2 separate regions of the Gossypium hirsutum genome follow, and region 1 is linked to region 2. A link is a contact called in public Hi-C data. All regions are on one chromosome and are shown on one strand. Each heading gives the region's core, a stretch centred on a gene start, on an enhancer-like site or on the middle of the called end of the contact. The rest is flanking DNA. Distances are from core to core; before and after follow the strand shown.

Region 1 (6,340 bases), core at 3,417-5,916, 440 kb after region 2:
TTTATGTTTTATATTGAACCAAGTATTGAGTGGACATATGACACGTCTTGGTTTTGAATTTAATGGACTTATATTTGTCTTTAATTTTAATCTTTAAAGAAAAATAATTATAATATATATAGGTTAAATTTGATGTATTAATGGTACAATTTATGTATTATCAATAAATTATATAGTAATACTTCATTTAATATTTTAAAAAATAAATTAATTTACAATCACTTAATTTTTTATTAACGCATCATCATTTTATTCATTAATACTTGATAAAAATTATATATTGTCAGTATACCACCGAATATAAATAAACATATATAGGAAAAAGTATTAAAATCGTTTGATAAAAAAATTAATTACCCCTTGTGGTTTGAAAAATACCCCATCGCTCTCCTAATGTTTGATGAAAAATCCAGTAGCCCCTAAGATATATTTTTTAAATGAGTTTTGAATAAAATAAAAAACTTACCCTTCATTAATTAATCATTATTCTATTTATTTTTGTTAGCTTCAAACTTGATATTCAATAATATTCAATTAAAAATAATAAAAATTAATTAATTATAAAAATATTTTAATTTATTATTCCTAAGCATTTTTTTTTAGTTTTACAAATTTATAGATGTAGGAGTCTTTGTTTTAAAAATTAAAAGTTTTGGTTAGAAAGTTTGAGAATCAAATTGATAGAATTCGTAAATGTAAAGGGTTTAATTTATTAAATTATTTAGAATTAAGATAAAAATGATAGAATATGCAAGTTTGGAAGACTAAATATGTTATTATACTAATTAGAAAAATATTTTTTATTACCAATTTAATAACAGGTGACTAAAACAAGAATAAATGTGATAAATACATGGTTTTGTTTTTAAGGAAATGAAATTAGCGGGGTCCTTTCATTAGTGATTAGGTAGCCCATTCATTTGGCCTTAAGCTTTAAAAAAATGAAACCATTGAAGGTCTCTACCTCTTTTGTTATCTGCTTCGAGTAATTTATTAATTGATAGGCTTTTAGGGTCCTCAGACAGCAATCCAAATCAAACATTAGGAATATAAAACCTTTAAAGATATATATGGCAATTAGGGACAAGGATGAGACTATGGGGTTCCCCTGTCTAATTCATATCAATCCACTTTATATTCCAAATCAAAATGCAACAATTGTCCAAACTTTCTACTCATCACAACCACATAAAGTTTTGTCATCGTCTGCTAGTTTATTTGGGTTGAGTTGAGGCTTTTTTCCTTTTTGAAACTTGTGATCGGCATTCCCCCGTTAGTAAACTTGTATTATAAATTAAAAGTTATGGGTAAAATGTAATATTTTTTGGTCGAAATTAAAGTGTTTAGCCGTGATTAATGAGCTCAAATTCAACCCCACCTCATAATTATAAAATATAATATTTAATATGGAAAATAATAGCTTACTCCTTTCACTAGGATAAAATTATTATGGATGTATAGTTTAATAATTATTTTGGGAAAATATGGTACATATCTTTCCCTTTAAATGTAATAGAATGTAGAACGTAGTGTTTGAGATAGCAAATAAAATAAGAATAGAGGGATGGTATTGGGTAGCTTGCAATCAGCGAAACAGAAAAGAGTGAAAGAGGCTGATGAAACTCACTCAGTGGCCCTAAACCAAAAATGATTCTGAGGTCAATTTTGATCGTATTTGCATTTTCACCATCACTTGAAATGCAGACCATATTGATCAGCTCAGAAGAGACAACATCAGTTGTTTATGATATAATTATGAGATACTGAGAAGAAAGAAGCAACCATCTTTGTCAATTGCCATTGCACACTGCTGTTCCCCACAACTATCTTGAGATTTAACTTTCATTTAATAAAAAATTATAAAATATTAAATTATTTGAATATTTTTATTTAAATCAATAGGTGGTTAAGTTTTTTTTCATTTAGAGTTTAACCTATGAGTTTCGAATAATGATTCGATGATTGATATGTTAGAACAATATCTATTAAAGAGTAGCACATATTTCAAATCCAAATTGATCTAATGGTCAGTACCAAAGATCAGAAAAAAAAGCTATTTGAATTTTAGTTCATAGATTTATAGCGTTTAAAATTATTTCATAAAAAGAAAAACTACACTATAAAAGAGTAAAGGAAGTTTACCCTTTCAATTGATGTCGGAGGTGAGAGAGGAAAAGGTCATACCACGAAGATTTTAACTATCAAATAACTTCAATTGATGTCGGAGGTGAGAGAGGAAAAAGTCATACCATGAAGATTTTAACTATCAAATAACTTAAATGAAAACTTTAAATAGTTTAGTGATCATTTTGTAACATTTTAAAGTTGAGTAATCAAAATGTAAACTTACTAATAGTTCAATGACCTTAAATGTAGTTTACCCTTAAATTTAATTTTTTTTTGAACCCTTAATAAAATTACTTACCTATTTTTAATCTACATTTTATTAAAACTACTAAATATGTTAGACTGAGATGATTTCACTCAATAAGAGATTTCGATTTAGTTGTAAATTTTATAAAAAAAAGTTTTATATATTAAGTAATAAATTATTTTGAATGTATTTATGTCTTTTTTATATTTAGATAAATTTTAAAAAATATATTTATATTATTATAAAATATTTGACTAAGTTAGTACCATCCAATAACAAGGTTTCATCTCAATTGTAAATTATCAAAAACTCTTTTTTTTATATATATATATAAAAATTAATTTTAATGTATTTTGATAATTCTATAAAATTACATGAAATTTAAACAAAAGAAAAAAAAGTTCAAACATGACGGATGATCATGATTGTGGGAATTGTATGAGAAGGGTTTTGGACTCTTGGTTAAGTTATGAAATGCTGCTTTTTATTATTATTTTATTTGGTAATAAACAAATAAAAGTGGAGCGTTAAATTCAATAACAACAGGGATTACTGTGTTGGAAAATGTAAAAAGCCTGCCATGAAAATTACTCCGATTAAAAGCCGCATTGAATTGAAGCAGCTGTGTTTCAGCATTTGCAAAAACGACACTCTTCTCTTATTATTACTGCTCTTCAAATCCCAATGCCAGCATACAAATTATATTAATTAAATATACCATAATACATGAATGCTACTCTCATGCAATCCATATACCATCAGGTCACCACCGAATCCTTGTAGCTTGACTTGCTTATTATCCATTAACCTGCCCTTTCTCAAATATAGTTTACTACCAATAAAAACATGCCATGTATCTTTTTCCAAAAGAGGATAAATGCCCCCAAAATCTCTTCTACTTTTGGGCCTAATAAGTTTCATAATTGATGCTAAAATGGTATCTAAGCTCACTCTTCATGTACCATCAAGATTACTTCACCATCATTTACATATTTTTCAACTTGTCAGAAGTAAATAATAGAACAGTCTTCCATTTCCAAAGCTCAAATATTAACTTCTAAATGTATATGACCCACAATACTATATTTTAGTGGGTCTTTTACGCATTCTACTTCTCTACCTTTAATGTTGGGAGACGAGATATTAATGAAGTAAGTTAAAAAGTGCCATAAACACACTTGTTAAAATGATTTTATTTAAAGAAATATTTCCAAGCCTTCACATTCACAACTTACTATTGCATTAAACTCGAAAATATTTCTTTAAATACTACCTTAACAAGCGTTTATAAGCAATAGTCAGACATTTAACTAATTTATTATTAACCTATTGCACTGTACTTGAAGCCAAGGAAAAAAAAAAGGAGAAAGAGACCATAGATAACGTAGCAACAGCGACACCTAGAAGTCACATGGCCTGAACCCAAAATGCAGCTCTGGGGAAGCAACGGCGCCGCCACCACCAGGCTTGACGTTGAAAACCCCGTTCCAGATCTCCGTGAAAGCTCTAATAATAATCCCATGGTAATAAGGCGAATTCAGCTCCAAGAAACAGTTGAGAAGCTCTCTCAAATCATCTTTCGAATATATCTCTTTCTCCAGTATCATTTGCAACATGGAGTGCCTGAAGTCCAAATAAGGGTCGTCGGAGTCCTTCTCCACTGCTAGACTCTCCCCTCCGACACGACCAAAACCTCGTACAGTTGACATTGAACCCTTACTGTCGTGGTCTGTGTCATCGGTGTCCATGTCCCAGCAACGAGGAGTGTCAGTGCTGGGAGAAAAAGAGGTGGCGGTTTCCGAGAAATAGTAATGGGTGGCTGCTTTCTTGGAAGAGCTCGAAGAAGAAGAGTTGTAAAGAGATTGGGAATTAGATTTGGGTTTGGATTTGGGTTTGGATTTGGATTTGGGTTTGGGGCTGAAAAAACTAGCGAGCTTGGATCTCTTGCAGCTGCTGCAGCCTATGCTGACTGAAACGGTGTTAAGGATCAGCTTTTTTTTGTCGCTTAACATTGCAGCAGAGATGAAGGAAAAATGAGAAGCTTTTTTACTGTTTAGAGTTGAGGTTTAAGGTTGATGAGATAAAATAGAAAGAGAGACGGAAGGGCAGAAGAGATTAGTCTAAAAAGGGTGGTTTTGGAGTTGGGATGAGGCGTCGGCCTGACTCACACTGAAGCATTGGACTCTACAACTACGGAGATTTTTGCCTATAATCCTGCATGTGAGCAAGGAGGGTCCATAGCTGATACCCTCACTGCTCTGTGACTTTCACTTCTCCGACAATTTAATCACTGCCGTCCAATTTTACTATGTCTTTTCAATGCCTTCGATTTTGTTGCATTTTTAATTACACAAACTGACATGACAGCAAGAATGATCTATAGGGATCAGACTTTTCTGTATATAACTATTTCATATTATTTCTTTAATTAGATTTTTTAAGCTGATGGTACCTTAAAAGGTGGTTTCTTTTTTTAATATACTGTCATGAATAATTCTTCAACTTTATCCCAAATTTTAATCTGGTTCCATGTATTTTAAAATGGGACAAAATTCTTCTGCCTCGGTGCTCCCTGATTGTGCTTCACCAATGATTGTATAAACCTCATATTGAACACCATTTATGTTAAGTATTTTTTCAGCCTTATTTTTTTCTATTTTACGTAGGTGATATAACACCCTAAACTTAGCTTAAATATTATCGTTGAATCTAGCGATATCACGTTGAAGTGTTTTTCTAAAGTATAATATCATTGAAAAACTCGTTCTATATTTAACCTCTTTGTGATCTTAGCAAAAATTTAAGGATATCTCGTTTATTTTCAAAACTTAAGTCGTTTGACAAAAAGTTATCCATATTAAATTTATTATTAATTTTAAAATATTATTTCTTGTGAAAGCTTAAAAAAACATGTTGCGTAAACGTGATAATTTGGAAAATATTTATCTTTTTCAAAACTCGCATCCTACTACTAGCAGATATAAATCAAAATAAATAAAACCCCAAACTTAAAGATTAAAAATTATAGAGGCCTTATTACATTAAAAACACCCAAAATAAAACCATTTGTAATTTAAAACCCAATAAGAAAGTCCGCACAGTTGTGTGGCCACCTTCGACTCCCTCGCAGTATCGACCCGCCTGGGGATTACCAGTACAAATAAACAGATGGGTGAGTTATGAAAACTCAATGTGTAATCCCATATCAGATAATTAATCAGAGAGTATATACAGTCTGGGCCTAAGCCCACTTCAGTCATGGTTCAATTTCAGTCAGGGCCTTAGCCCATTATAGTATCAATATCAGTGTGAGCTTGAGCCCATCTCAGTAACGGTACAGTACAGATATGCAATCAATAAATCCTTGCCAATCAGCCTCTACACTCCATCTCCGTCCAACCCTACACTCCACGTGTGGATAAAATCAACCCACCCATCCCTACACTCCAAGTAGTACCGGTTACGACACTAATCAGTATTTGCAGCAGAGCTGCCAGTACAGTACACTTCCTCCAATCACAATAAATCCCATCCCTATGCAACATATCATGCATCATGTCATAATATCATACATGTGATCAGTATATATAAAATGACATGCTCAAACATAATCATACATCTCATAGGGGCATATCAGTCATTTTACCATGTAGGGGTATTTCAGTTATTTTATCAATTAGAGAGTCTAGGTACACTTACCAACCCAACAATAGGTCCACATTCGTCTCGGGCGATCCGTGCAACCTTAACAGTCAAATAGTGAAAACGGGCCCACGGCTCATATTACGGCCCATGTGGGCCCACATGCCCGTGTGGCCCACATAGCCTAGAAATGGCCTTGGCCATGTGGATTACACAGCCTAGCTTAATATTCTCCACATGTTCGTGTGGTTTACCTGGGTGGGGCCTACGTGCCAGTGTGGCCCACACGGCTCAGTTCAGCACGAAATGGCCCAAGACGACCTC
Region 2 (5,622 bases), core at 679-3,178:
CAAGCAATGATTGGGCATCAAAGAAATATCCTTTTCGTTGAGAAATCATACAGTGATGATGAATACTCATTTGTCATTCAGTACTATGATCCTCCACTCACTTTTGATATCTCCAAACCAGTTCCATCTAGGGTAAGGATCCATAGTAAAAGGCTGATTTAGTTCTTTTAAGAGCTGGGGTAGTTGAGGCTCAGAATCATGGTTCGATTGCTCAAAGATAGGACGGAGCTATCAAACTACGGCAATGGATGCATTGAAACACATCAAGGAATAGAAACAAGCTTTAACATATGCACCATAAGTTTCACTCTAGACCTGAGCATTTAAGATGGTAAGTATCACTGTTACTACCCTTCTCTACATTCAATTAAACCTATTCGGAATGCTCAAGGGCAATCAATCCGGTACAGATAAGGAAAAGGAGCAGAATCCACCAAAAACAGTCTAAAGTTCCTATGAGTTCTTAACTAAATTTAATAGTCCATCACAAACTAGGAGGCCAGCATCTATGTTATCCAACCACCAGAGAATGGAAGAGATACCATCAAGTGATTCCGGAATTTCCAGTAGAAAAAACCGAATCACTGCATTCTGCCTACAGGTTCAAGTGCTTCAACAGTAACAACGCTATTTCCTCTGATAACCTGCGATTCATTGATATCAATTAAAACAAGGCTAAATATGAAAGCATATCCCCTGAATGGCAATTTAAGCATTAAGCAAGGTATTTAAGGCGGGGAAAAGACTCATTGCCATTCACCTCCACGGTGTTGTCAACCACTAGATTCATAAACTGATCAAACCCACGAAGTGTACCAACAACCATCCGATTAGCATTCAGCTTGACTGCAGCATCAAATAACAGTATAATTCACACAATTAAATCAATTCCTTCTCATGCATGTTACAAACCTACAACGTAGGTAAATCAACAATCTGCAAGCTCATAGGCAACAAAAAGTAATTTTTTTTTATGTTCTGCATATGTAGTATTACAAGGCTTTCCCCTTTTATACTTCTTATCTTACATACGTCCGCCTAGTGGGCAACTTACGAGATCAACACAAGAATCAGCAGTAAATTCCTAACAAACAAAGACATGGATTCTTCAACCTACTGTTGAAACATGAATTTTTCAAACTTCAATTATGACCAACATGATAGATTCTTGGACATGCAAACACTAATAAACAAGAAAAAATAAAATTCCATGGGGCCGGTCACTTCCGACTCAAGCCTTACATATAAGCCAACCAGTGAGGGGGAAAAATGCAAAGACAGCACCCAACAAAAAACACCCAGATTTAAATCACAATTAAGTGACAGAAAATGGACAGAGGACACCGGCTTACTATTACAATTGAACTATTACACCTACAATTAGAACCCTTTCAGCTTTATATGCCAAAACACTGGATTCGACCGGACTCAGCTTAAAGAGGCATCTATCAACATGTACGAGAAACCTAGTTAACCAAATTCGGGTATAATTTAGCGACCACAAAAGGCAAGCATCATCAAATGAATGTAAAACTAAGTAGCATAAAACTGAAATAGGTAATCGCAAAGAAGGAAACAGGATAGAACTTACTCTGGAGTTGTTTGTCCATGTACCTGTTGCGTACAAATAACACCAATAGTATAATTAGAAATCGAAATACTGCGGATGAAGAAAAGAGAAGTGTTGAAATTAGCGTGAAGAAAAACATACTTTTTGAGATCTGGAGGTTGGCCGGATCTGCTCATTGCGTCAGAAATTTGGTTTGGAAGAGAGGAGAGTAGGGTTATGGGAGGAGGAAAATGAAATTGGATTTTTAGGTTCGAAAAATATATGACTAAAAGAAATGTTAAGAAAATAAAAAGAAATGGAAAGGGGGTACCGCGAGAATCGTACCACTAAACCAAGCACCCTTGCATTTAATGGAAAATACAACACATTGGAACAAGTTAAAAAAATATTAAATTCACTATAAGTGCAATCAATAGAATAAAGAAATGGCAGTTAACTTCATTAATACTTTATAGGAAATTGCAAGATACAATTGTAAAATCTCTCTCTCACAAGTTTCATGTATTTCAATTTTCATTAGTAGATAGTAAAATTGGTAAGAATGAGATATTAGCATATTACATATTTGGCCTTTTCACTTTTTTTTCTCTTTTAGCAAACCTTTTCACTTTCATAATTAGAAGAACTAATTCCTCAAATTGTATTTCATATAGAGCAATACCAAATTGGTTGGGATTTGTGTTGTTGTTGGGGGCGGTGGAAGCTTTGTCAACAAGTAAGGTGAGGTCAAGGTAACTTTCTCTATGGCTCCTCTGCTCATTTGTGGACTTTAGCTGATTCTTTATACATTTGTTCACGAGCTTGTGGTGTTGGGTTAACCCCACAAAATCACATTTGAGTTAACATTTCCTTCCCCCCTTTTTCAGCCCATATCTTTAATGTCTACTTCTAAATTGCTTTCTCAACAACGATATGTTGAACAATTCATTTCTTTGGGTAAATTATCATGAATGGAAAGAAAAAAAAGATGCTCTTTTAAGTTAATAGGACAATGATAACGATGACATGCAAAACTTTTAGCAAACAGTAAAACAAATGGAAACAATTGATCAATTACCAGCTTAAAAAACCATCACAACAAAGAAATTATTGAGTGGATGATAGTTGGGCCAATTTAGCTATTGGCTAATGGCTAAGATCGTTGTTCTGACTTATGATTAGATGTTAAGCCTAAGCATGGTTAAGCAAATTCCCTCGTGAGTAGTGATAGAGTGAGAAGCATAGGCCCATAATCAAATTTGACCCAGAAATCTTTTGGTTAAACAGGCCCAAATTATTGAAAGTAAAATTGTTAAAATTAGACATCTTTTATAATTTCTTGGGAATTATGACACATTGGTACAAGCTAAAAATTATTAATTCACTCGAATTGCATTTAATGGAATTAAGAAATGGCAGTCAACTCCATTAATACTTTATAGGAAACTGCTTGAAAGGCAACTACAAAACCCATTTCCTCACATGTTCCATGTATTTCAATTTTCATTAATAGGTATGAAATTGGTATGAATGGGATATTGGCATATTGCTTATTTCGCCTTTCACTTTCTTTTGTCTTTTAGCAAACCCTTTCACTTTCATACTTGAAAGAACTAATTCATCAAATTGTATTTCATATAGAGCAATGCCAAATTGCCAATCTCGTTAGGCGGCCATTTCTTTAGTGAGGACAAAACTGAAATCGAATTGGTTGGGACTTGTGTTGTTGTTGGGGCGGTGGAAACTTTATCAGCCAGTAAGGTGAGGTCAATGCAACTTTCTCTATGGGCCCTCTGACTATTCGTGAACTTTAGTTGGTTATTTATACCATTGTTCACATGCTTGTGGTGTTGGGTTAAACCCACAAAACCACGGTTGAATTAATGTTTCCTTCCCCCCCCCTTTTCCAGCCCATATATTTAATTTCTACCTCTAAATTGCTTTCTTAACAAGGATATGTTGAACAATTCATTTCTTTGAGAAAATTATCATGGATGGAAAGAAAAAAAAAATCTCTTCTAAGTTAATAGGACAGTGATAACGATAACATACATAACTTTCAGCAAACAGTGAAACAAATGAAAACAATTGATGAGTTACTGATTAAAAAAACCCATCACAACAAAGAAATTGTTGAGTGGACGATAGCTGGGCCAATTTAGCTATCGGTAATGGCTAAGATCCTTGTTCTGACTTATGATTAGATAGTTTAGGCATGGTTAAGCAAATTCCCTCGTGACTGATGGTAGAATGAAAAGTATAGGCTCATCATCAAATTTGATCCATGAATCTTTTGGTTAAAGAGGCCCAAATTATTGAAAGGAAATTGTTAAATTTTTTGGCTCCATTTGTTTAATTGAAAATGGTTTTCAGAAAATGATTTCTGGAAAATAATTTCTGGAAAATAACTTACTTTTTTGGAAAAGTTAATATTTTTTGGTGTTTGGATGAATCTGTGTAAAATAATTTCTGTTATTTGACAGATTTCTTGAAAATATTTCATAAAAGCCATTTTCAATGAAACAAATATATATTTGAGATTTTCTTATCTTTTCATTTATAATTGAGTTCATTTTATATCTATAAATTTATCTTTTACATTGCTTTTGCATGATTTATTTATAAATAAATAAATAAAATTAAATATATAATATTAGTCAATTTTAAGTTAGAATATTAACAGTCATAAATTGAAAATAACTAAAGCGAATAGATGATTCCTAATTGTATTATAAAAAAAAGTGATTGAATAATAAATTAATTGTTCACCACATAATAATATTAACCAAGTGCATTACTAGTACTACACCACATCAAAACATTGATATCTTAACCTTGGGAAAAGTTTTGAAGCTAAATTTTTCTATGCTTCATACTTTTAGCTAAATTTTGCTTTGCGTGCAAAAATCATATGAGGACAATTATACAAAGTATTAATGTGATTCATGAATAATTTTATTAACTTATCTACTTGAAAAATTACAAGTCTACTTAGATAAAAATACTACACTTAAGATACCATATCCAGCACTTCTGACATATTTTAACCTTTATACTACAAAATATTTTTTCCTAATATATTTATAATTGTAATAAATATTTATTATTAAAATATTAATATTAAATATTTTCAATAATATGTTAAGAATATTACTTAAAATTATTATTTTTAAAGTTTATTATTAAAATAAAATTAAAATATTAAATAATTTATTAAAATAAAAAAAAATTATATTAATTATATCAATAATTTATTATATGATTAAATATAAATAATTAAACATGTATGTTTAATGATATTGAAAACTATAATATGTTATATTAATATTTTAATAATTTCAAATCTTTTTAAAAATAAAAAAATTATTAATATTGTTATAAAATAAATAAACAGAGGGTAAAGAACAAAGAAAATGAGAGAAAAAAAGAGAGAGCATATTTTATTGATTAATCAGAAAATTTACAAAGCTTCTCCAAAATCTCTATTTATAGGCATAAAAAGTATAAATGAAGTAGATATCTAATCCTAATAACTATTAGAATTTAGAGTACATCAAAACTTATCTTGATGGACATCCACTTAATAATAAAATATTTATAATACTCCCATTTGGATGCCCATTGATAAATAATGTTTCTCGTTAAAATCTTACTAAGATAAAAACCCTGCGGGAAAACAAATTTCTAGTGAAGAAAAAAGAGTAAACATATCTATAATACGCATAATATGCTACCTCATTAAAAACATTATCAGGAAAATCTAATGGGACAAAATCTCGTTTAAGGGAAAAAGAGTACAGCGCGTATTTACTCCCCCTCATGAAAACATCACATAATATCTCATATTCTATGTATTCAATCTTGAATACTAGCTTTTCAAATGACCATTTGAACGTATTTGCTAAGCATTTATATCAACATTCTTTTGAAAGCCATGAGTGAGGGAAAAATTTAAGGGAAATATATTTTGATCTCTTCAGGAGTTTCAACAAAAATCATAATAAACTTTAATCATGACCCTTTTATAAAAATACAAATAGGTATTTTGAATCATTTTATAATCTTCTTTCAAC

The links. A called contact is a pair of places that touch in the nucleus more often than the background predicts.
Region 1: a Hi-C map of leaf shows a contact between it and region 2, with 2.8 times the contacts expected there. The contact joins the promoter of LOC107924501 here to the promoter of LOC107948421 in region 2. A contact is called at or near these places in 5 of 34 Hi-C or Micro-C datasets (callus, hypocotyl and leaf).

Annotation. Positions count from the first base shown.
Region 1 is chrA04:52,257,234-52,263,573 of Gossypium_hirsutum_v2.1, forward strand. LOC107924501 (transcription repressor OFP6) reads right to left here and starts at 4,667. Exons shown (of 1, transcript XM_016854987.2): 1 at 3,382-4,667. The coding sequence starts at 4,386. The coding sequence ends at 3,775.
Region 2 is chrA04:51,816,810-51,822,431 of Gossypium_hirsutum_v2.1, forward strand. It overlaps LOC107948421 (probable small nuclear ribonucleoprotein G), which reads right to left and starts at 1,929. Exons shown (of 4, transcript XM_016882960.2): 1 at 1,712-1,929; 2 at 1,592-1,614; 3 at 761-846; 4 at 292-644. The coding sequence starts at 1,746. The coding sequence ends at 582.